Linked DNA regions of Macaca mulatta: region 2 is linked to region 1. The links are chromatin contacts, called in public Hi-C maps. All regions are on one chromosome and are shown on one strand. The core of a region is the stretch at or near the end of the contact, and the rest is flanking DNA. Distances in the headings are between cores, read along the strand shown. Region 1 holds the start of OSER1 (oxidative stress responsive serine rich 1). Region 2 holds the start of TTPAL (alpha tocopherol transfer protein like).

The links. A called contact is a pair of places that touch in the nucleus more often than the background predicts.
Region 2: a Hi-C map of fetal cortex germinal zone shows a contact between it and region 1, with 2.2 times the contacts expected there. The contact joins the promoter of TTPAL here to the promoter of OSER1 in region 1. A contact is called at or near these places in 3 of 14 Hi-C or Micro-C datasets (cortical neurons, fetal cortex germinal zone and liver).

What each region holds. Positions count from the first base shown.
Region 1 is chr10:97,053,860-97,058,693 of T2T-MMU8v2.0, reverse strand. It overlaps OSER1 (oxidative stress responsive serine rich 1), which reads left to right and starts at 2,570. Exons shown (of 4, transcript NM_001277969.1): 1 at 2,570-2,643. It overlaps LOC114670320 (a long non-coding RNA gene), which reads right to left and starts at 2,347. Exons shown (of 3, transcript XR_013399976.1): 1 at 1,986-2,347.
Region 2 is chr10:97,309,847-97,314,680 of T2T-MMU8v2.0, reverse strand. TTPAL (alpha tocopherol transfer protein like) reads right to left here and starts at 2,750. Exons shown (of 5, transcript NM_001265955.1): 1 at 2,662-2,750.

The DNA of each region.
Region 1 (4,834 bases), core at 1,321-3,820:
ACTTGTAACAAGAAGGAAGCACTGTTAGAGGAATTTTACATCTACCACAGCTTTTTAATTAAATGGCATTACCATGTGCATTAATACAAAGTTGATTTCTTGAATATAAAGTCCACACACAAATTCAGGCTTTTTTCCCATGGTTAAAAAGACCCGGAATTGCTGGTATAGGACACTGATCTGGCTTTTTGTTCACTCAGATCCACCCCATTTTGTTGCTTTTCTATCTCATTCCAAGTCATGATGTACCACACCGTGAGCCAGTCCTATCTATAATGACTTAGAACCTCCGGCCACGTCAGGTGTGTGAGTTAACAGGCTTCGGTATTCACAAGAGGTTCTCATCTTCCAAGTACTCCCTGAGTAATGAGTCACATTCTTGGAAAGCATCTAACGCTTTATGATGGAGATGTGCTTACACAAAATGAAATATTGTAACTTTTTAGTTTTTAGTATTTAATATAATTAGGGATGGAAAGCAGGTAAAATGAGAATTCATCAAAACTGTATTTAGTACCTACTAACCCCCAGGAACTGTGCTAAGCTCTGGGAACTCAATCAGGATTCAGACAATTCTTTCCCCTCAAGGATATATGAGATTTTTTTTTTTTTTTTTTTTTTTGACAGTTTTGCTTTGTTGGCCCAGGCTGGAGTGCAGTGGCGCAATCTCCGGCTCACTGCAACCTCTGCCTCCCGGCTTCAAGAGATGCTCCTGCTTCAGCCTCCTGAGTAGCTGGGATTGCAGGTGCATGTGCCACCACGCCCGGCTAACTTTTGTATTTTCAGTAGAGACGGGGTTTCGCCATGTTGGCCAGGCTGGTCTCAAACTCCTGACCTCAAGTGATCCATCCGCCTCGGCCTCCCAAAGTGCTGGGATTACAGGTGTGAGCCACCGTGCCCGGCCTTCTCAAGGATATATGAGATTTTATCTGAAGTTATATTTTGAAGTGGCAGCTTAAAAAGATGTATTTGGTCTTGATACATTTCACTTGGCAAGGTCTGAGAAACAAAAATGCATCATATTTCCCGCTTTTTCTTTTCCAAGAGATGTTGAGAAGGGCAGTTTAAATCCTGACTTACCAGCACTGTGAGACAAAGGACAAAGCCAGCTAGAACAAGTTATCTAATCTCTAATATACTCTAATGCTATCTAATTAGCATCATTAGGTTACAATGAACAGTTTTCTTTCATCCCGTCAGTTACTGAACCTCTGGTATGAACGACGAGAATTTAAAATGTTTTACCCAAGGCTAACTTCATGCTTTATGTTTAACAACGTTATACAATAAATTGTTAGATTTCATTTACGAATATAGGCCAGGCATTCCAAAGACTGGCTGTAGTTAAGCTGGACACAGTTAAACCATCTTCGGCAGCCTATCTAGTCAGTTGACTACAACTAAGGTATTGGGGAATGAGGGTGGATGGGGCCAGTTTTGGTTCAGGGAAAAACCCTCACTCTAGGGGTGGGCCACAATCAACACCAGCCAACTCTATTGAGCAAAATCATCTGTTCTCATGAAGCTTTGAGAAGTGCAGACGTGGAGCTGGAGACTGCCAGGCGAGGAGAGGCACAGCTAGATTAGCAGAACCAGTCCTGGTGATGAAGCAGGTGGCAGCTGTTGCACAGATCACCTTTTCCCGCCTGCCATCTGAGCAACATTCAGAATCAGAAAAATGTAAAGAACCCTAAAATTCATCTCCTTTGGTGAACTGCCTAAATCTTTTTGCCAAATTTGGTGTGTAGGTGCATTTCTTTGGCAAGAGGGTCTACAGTTCTTACCAGATTCTCAAAGGAGTCTACGCCTGAAAACATGAGATTCACCGATAAGGTTCAACTTCTTTACTTACTGGATGGAAAACTGAGAGGCCCAGAGGAGGAAAAGCAGTTGCCTCAAGACAAACACAGCGATATCAAAACCGAGGCATTTCAATTCAATTCTAATTCTGGCTTCACACTATTGACCCTGGCCACGTCCAATACCTCTTCGCTTCTCTGCAGGTCCTGAAAGATCACCAGGAGGCGAGGGTTGGTGTCCGAGTCCTGGAGAGGTCGCAGGCAGTCCAGATTCTAGCATCACAGAAACTCTGGCCAAGCGCTCAGCCGGGGATTGGCTGCCATAAAGACCCCCGCACGTCCTCGCCCCCGCCCCGCGGAATTCCGCTGCATAGGTGACTCCAGGTAGAGGACCAAGCACAAGGAGATGCCGGGGCGGTGGAGGCAGAGAACGACTGCGAAGAATGACACCTATTCACTCACCTGACAGAGAGGAGGAAGCAGGCACGCCCCAAAAGCTGCTCGGGAGGAAATCCACGCCACTGGGAGGAGGCAGACCGAAGAATAACAGGAAATTACGTAAGGCGCACGTGCTTCCGAGGGGGGCGGGTGCGGGGCGTTCGAGAGGCGCGGCCCCCGCCCTGCGCCTGCGCAGCCGTCCCCTGCCGCGCTGCCGAGTCACCGGGGTGGGAGGAGCATGGGTAGGGGGCGGGGTGCATGCCGGAGTGCGCAGGCGCAATGCGACTCCCGAGGCGCGGGCCGCCCCTTTGGCTGGTTTGGATCCGGGTCAGTCGGGCGCCGAGATTCGGGAGAGACGCTCTGAACTGACTGCACCGCATCACCGGAGCGCCCCAGCTGCGAGGCGGTAAGTGCCCTGACGTGACGGGGAGGGGCCGCAGCATAGCGTCTCGGCCTGCACAGCCGGTCTGGCCGCGGGCGGTTTTTCCCGGGCCCGCCCGCCTTGGGTCGCGTCGTCTCCCGACGCCTCCTGCCTGGGCCGGGCCTGGGCCTCTCCGCGCCCCCTTATCCGCCGCGGCCTGTGCCTGCTGGAGCTCCGACTCCGCGCTCTCTCCCCTTCCCGCCTTCCTGTTCTCCCGCGGACCCCGCCCCGTCCCGCTCCTCCGCCGTCTCCCGCCCAGCGACAGCTTCCCCTTTTCGTCCTCCTTGGCCGCCCTTTGCCCCTTCCCGCCCTTTCCCTCTCGCCTCGGAGCCCCATTCTCGTTGGCTACCTCTTCGGCCCCACTCCTTTCTTCTTCCGCATCCCTGGTGCCTCGCTCCAACTCCAGCCTCTCGTTCTGACCCCGGGAATCTCCCGAGGAGCGCAACTTTCCAGCTGGAGACCCCGGGCGGGCAGAGCCCCTGGACAGCTCCCTCCTCGGCGTTGTCCTCACACCTCAAGCCACTTCCTACCCCTCTGGGTTCTGACCAGGAATTTTCTCCGTTTGTGTTTAACCGCGACAGGCACAGACTCTGGGTGAAAAGAAAGAACTTCGTGGTTTGGCTGCAGCACTGCGAGTGTAAAGGGATGAGTGGGTTGCACGGAGAGGTGTGAATGTGCTTTTTGTCCTGGGGACCGATTGTTTCCTCCCGGTCTAGTTTGCCTCTTCGAGTTGCTGGACAGGGTTTTCTACCCCATACTCTACGCTTCCTGGTGGTCTGGGAGTTTCGAAATCTTTAACGTTGTGATAACAACGCTTACCCGCGCCATCCCTTCTTGATCGTTCTTAGGTCTTCTCGGGCGTGGAAATGTAGACCTAGACTTGAGGTTCAATGAGGTCTTGGTTAAAACGGCAAGATAGAAGTAAGATTGTGACGCATCCATTTCGTTGAAAGAGAAAACCAGGAATTCGTCCTTTTGATGGAGGAACTTAGAATAACTGTAATTTTTGTAAGGTTGTGGAAAATCCGAGGCAAAGTTAAATTGCCCGGTTTGATTTGACTTAACATGAAGTAACTTCGAATAGGCTTTTTAAAGTTTCATCTCTTTGGATGTTGTTCAAGAGTTCACTGCAGTTAAAACGCCAAGACCGCCTCCCACAAATTTGGTATTAATGAAGAAGGGCAAGCCAATTGTATCTGTTGTCCGGAGTTAGTTGTACAGCCCTTTCTTTGAGTGAATGGGGATCTGGGGATGCAGAGGAGCTTAATGAGCCTTTTATAATTACAGAGATGCTCTTCTCTGGCCCTTAAGGTCATGCCTAACGCTCACCTTTGCTTTTGGCTAAAATAACTGAGAAAAAAGGTGAGTAGTTAAAAATGCTAGAAGTCTGAAAATCATTTAGACAGAACTTCATTCCTGAAGTTGTAATCTGTAGTCAGATTTTAATTCTGGCCTGTTTTGGTTTTTAGATGATAGATCTTTTAGTGTGTCAACAGGAATGTAAAGTTTGTATTAACATCTAGGGTGATCACCTGCCATGCTATTAAGTCAGCATAGTATAATTAAAAGTTACATATGTGGGTTCAGAGCCTCTTAGCACAGTGTTATATTGTAAGCTCTTGGAGGGCAGGAATGAGATTCTTCTAGTCCTTACAGAAATGGAGTTTAGGCTTCTATCCCTAGCATTCATTCTAGTGCCATGCACGTGGTAGGTATTCTGTAAATATTTGTGAACGAAATGAATTTCTGCCTGTAGGGTTCAGTAGTGTATACTTAAATGTGACATGTACATAAATGCTGACTAATTTCCAGAGAGGGCGAAAGAGGACTTGTGTGGGGTCTGCGGGTTGGGGAGACTGGCTCAGATGATTTATTAACTCGGTAAGGGCTGAACATTGACTAACGGATCATAAGGTAATTGAGGAACACTATAAGTCAAACTTCAATTTAGTTCTACCAGCAGGAAGAATTTGTTTACAACCTACAGTAGTACTCTTTTAGATGATGTGAAGCTTTGAAAATACTGAAATAAGTGACTGCTCACCTCTCCCCCCAGGTATATAGGAATTGATTGTGTATTTGGGGGGATCCTACCCTAAATTGAGAATTAGAGACTAGTGAAGCATGGGATTGTGTGGATAATGTTTCTTCATGTTTATGTACTTAAATACCAGCA
Region 2 (4,834 bases), core at 1,501-4,000, 260 kb before region 1:
TTTTACTGTACTGTTTGAATTTTTTACCACATACCCATGTAACATATGTGCCGGTCAGATCTCCTGCTGGGAAAACGTAATTGATGAAGGGCCTCCAGTAGCTGTCCCTCTAGGATCCACTATCCAGGGGAAGCCACAACTTTCCGCAGCCCTTCTGTGGCCCCACTGCTCCTAGCCAATGATTTAGTGAGACATGGGACTCCTCTAACAGGCAGTGTTTGCTTGAGGGCCTGGCCAAACCTTTGTTGGGACTGCCCTGCAGTCGGAGACTTGCTGCCCAAACATTCACAGGAGCTGATCTGCATCACTGCCCGTGGCTCTTCCTGACTTCACCAGCTCCCTCCCCAGGTGTTGTCCTTCACAACGGTTGCCTCTAAATTTCTAGCATGTCTAATCTCGTCCTAGTGTCTGCTTCTTAGAGGACCCGAACTCATGCACTTTTTTGTTTTTTAAGAGACAGGGTCTTGCTGTGTCACCCAGGCTAAAGTGCAGTGGCGCAATCATAGCTCTCTGCAACCTCGAACTCCTAAGTTCAAGCAATCCTCCTGCCTCAGCCTCCCAGGTAGCTGGGACTATAAGCGCACACCACCACCACAACTGGCTAATTTTAAAATTTTTTTCTCGGGCTGTGTGTGGTGACTCACGCCTATAAGCCCAATACTTTGATGGGCTGAGGTGGATGGATCACCTGAGGTCAGGAGTTCGAGACCAGCCTGGCCAACATGGTGAAACCCTGTCTCTACTAAAAATACAAAAATTAGCCAGGCATGGTGGTGTGGGCCTGTAGTGCCAGCTGCTTGGGAGGTTGAAGCATGATAATCGATTGAAACCAGGAAGCAGAGGTTGCAGTGAGCTGAGATCATATCACTGCACTCCAGCTTGGGCGACAGAGCGTGACTCCATCTCAAATAAGTAAAAAAATATATATATATATATTTACTATATATATATATATTTACTATATATATATATATATATATATATATATATATATATATACTTTTTTTTTTTTAAAGGACCACTCTGCTGTCTTGGGAATGGACTCTAAGGGGGTGAGGACCGAAGCAGAGACCATTTAGAGGCTATTGTAATAATCCAGCTGAGAGATGCTGGTGGCCTGGAGTAGGTAGCCTTCGCTGACCCTCAGGCCAGGTTAGGTGGCCCGCACTTCTCCCACCCTGTTGCAATTGTCTGTTGGCAATTTGTGAGCAACATCCAAGTTTGTCTTGTTCATTACCTTAAACCCAGCACCTAACGTGGTGTTAGACACATAGTCTGCACTCCATAAATATTTGTTGAATGACTTTAGTCTGGTTGGCAGAGATATGCTAAGTGAGGAATGGAACACCTATGGCTTTGTTTTTATGGAAGCCACCAAGAGATGCCTGCAGTCCCATCTAGTGTCTACCTGAGCGACAAACCACAGTGTTCACAAGGTACAAGCCTCACCTCAAAGCCCCTCTCCAGCCTCATTTTCCATCTCATCCCATCTTGATGCACATTAAATGCCAGTCAAAACAAACTATGAGCCATCATCCTTGGAACAACTCGTGCACTTCTGATACACTCTGCCTGGAATTTCCTCTTCTAATTTGTTCCTAACTCGACAGCTCATGGCCTTCAAGGCCCAGCTGCCATGTCACCTCCTTTGTGAATCCTTCCCAAACTCCCTGAGGGTGATTCCCTCCAGTTTTCCACAGAACTGGGTTCCTATTTCTTTTTTAGAATTACAGTCCAATGCCATGGGCGTTTACATAGAACTCTCCAGAGTCAGTTTTACCACCCACTCATTTATCAAATAATTACTGATCACCTACCATGTATGTCAGGCACTGTGCTCACAGGCACTGGGAACACAGACGCAAATATAATTCCTCGCCTAATGAAGCTTACATCATAGTGGAATGAAGAGAATGCATACTTGAGCATTTTACCATGTATCAAGCATTGCTAAGCCCTTTACCCATTTCCTCATTTAATCTTCACAGTATTTGGTGAGAGCGCTATTACTGTTCCCATTTTACAAAAGACAAAAAGGACTGTCCCCTAGAATGTAAGTTCCACGAGGGCAGAGGGCTTGTCTTCCATGTCCACTGCCACCCCCAGTGCCTGGCACATGGCAGTGGTCTGTACACATCAGCGGAGGCTATAGGTTAAGCGATGCGCCCAAGGGGGCACACCCGGTGAGGCAGAGCAAGGATGCATCTAGCCCCACCCTGGTCTTCTAATCTCTACCCTCCACCTGGAACTTCATGTTGACTCTCCAGGGACTCAGCAATGCCGAGCGCTCAGCAGGGCTCAGTCACAGGCTGGTGAATGAGCTGACAGGCGGGCATATGACTGAGATACAGACACCATTGGTAAGGGTGAAGCCAGAGATCTCCCCCACCTGAAACCCATCGCTTTCTGGAGCATCACTTTCCTTTTCACTCCTTCCTCTCAACAAGAGGAGGTCAGGAAGCCATCTCTCCTAGAGCCCCCAGACCCCACATCCCGTGGACAACCTTCCGAGGCCCCCACTTCCGGCTGTCACCCCCTCCCCAGGTGTCCCCATTTCCTGGGGTCTCTCGCTCCTCTGGTCCCCACTTCCGGTTATCCCTCCCTCTCAGGGGTCCCTCTCCTTAGCCCCCACGGCACACGGACAGGCTCGCGGGCACTCACCGGCCCGGCTACGGGCGGAGCGCGGGTCAATCGGCGGCGGGAGCCTCGTCCGGCAGCGCGCACAGAACCGACCCGCACTCCCTGCCCGGCCGGCCCGGCCCCTCGCGCCGGAAGTGACGTTCCGGGGCGTGGGAGGCGGGGCTCCGCCTAGGAGCGCGCATGTGTGACACTTCCCCGCAACGCTGGCGTTCAGTCGCCCTCTGGCTGTCAGAGCTCCGTGCTGTGGACCTGGAATGGCTGGGTACCAGCCGCTTGTCAAACGCGACTTATAGATGGGGAAACTGAGGCTCAAAGAAGGAAGGAAAGACGCTGCCATTTTCCAGGAACATGCTAACATGCACCTGTTGTTTAACATCCAATGATCTCATTAACTCCTCATATTTATGCATTTCCCCTATTTCAGGAAAGGGAAACTGGCAATCAAGGCCGTAAAGGGCTTCAAACCCAGACCTCAGGATTAGCATTCTAGATCTCCCCCCAGCTACGGCTGCTGTCAGGACTGGCTGCTCCAAAAGGGGAGATTCCAAACCAGGGGACGTCTGTCTGTCATTAACTGAGTGACCTGGAGCAAGTCCCCATTCCTCCTTGGGCTTCTGTTTCGTTATCTGAAACCTGATTCTTGCTCTGGAGCCTGATTCAATAATTACTTTTTTCCTGCTTTGGGGTTCATGACGTTCCCTCCAGACAAAGGCTTTACTAACTCCCACCCCAGTCAATAAGATCCCCCCGCAAGTATTTTGTGCAACTGCAACTTTGAGGCAAATCTCCTAGGTCCCTCTGAGGCAGAGTAGACACTAAGCCATTTCTAGAGAGAAATTCTGGTGGTCCAGGAGAACTCTGAGCCCAAAGAGACGACCTTAAACAGTCTTTTCGTTTTCTTACCCCAGGAGCAGGAGGAGTCCCAAGAAGATGGTAAGTGACCCATGAGGGCCACAAGAAAGTGGCAGTTTCTGCCAGATACTAGATTGAGGGGCAGGGGGCAGCAGTGTGGAGGGGACCTGCGAATCATGAGTTTTGACTCCTGCTTTCAGTTTCACCACTTCTAGGATTGACAGACAAAATATAGAACATTCACTACAGTTTGAATTTTAGATAAACATTTAAGTATGTTCCTTTCCAAACACACACACACACACACACACACACACACACGTGTCTTATGCAACATTTGGGATACATTTATACTTTAAAAATTGTTGTTTATAGGAAATTCAAATATGACAACTGGGCATCCTGGATTTTGTTTTCTTTGCTAAATCTACGTATTATGTTCCCGTTACTGTTACAAGGAATTACTGCAAACTTCATGGATTGAAACAACACAGATATATTCTCTTGCTGTTCTCTAGGTCAAAAGTCTGAAATCAAGGTGTTGGCAAGACTGCATTCTTTCTGGGGATTTTGAGGAAGCATATCAGTTCCTTTCCTTTTACAGTTTGTAGAGGTCACCTGCATTCCTTAGCTTATGGCCCCTTCTTCAAATCACCTCAACCTCTTGCTTCTGTTGTCACATCTACTACTGACTGATCCTCCTGCTTCCCTTTTCTTGTAAGGACTCTTGGGATTACACTGGGCTCACCCAGATAATCCAGAATAATCTTACCATCTCAAGATCCTTACATTAATCACATCTGTGAAATCTTTTAACACGTAAGGTAAGGCCGGGTACAGTGGCTGTAATCCCAGCACTTTGGGAGACTGAAGCAGGTGGATCACTTGAGGTCAGGAGTACGACGAGACCACCCTAGCCAACATGGTGAAACCCCGTCTCTACTAAAAATACAAAAATTAGCTGGGCATGGTGGCACACGCCTGTAATCCCAACTACCCGGGAGGCTGAGGCAGGAGAATCACTTGAAACCGGGAGGCAGAAGTTGCAGTGAGCCGAGATCATGCCACTGCACTCCAGCCTGGGTGACAGAGCGAGACTCTGTCTCAAAAAGAAAACCCCCAAAACAGCCGGGCGCGGTGGCTCATGCCTATAATCTCAGCACTTTGAGAAGTCAAGGCAGGTGGATCACCTGAGTTCAGGAGTTTGAGACCAGCCTGGCAAACCTGGTGAAACCCTGTCTCTACTAAAAATACAAAAATTAGCCAGGCCTGTAATCCCAACCACCTAGGAGGCTGCCCGGGCTCCTGCGCCCTGCCAAATGGCAGCTCTTGTGGCAAAGGG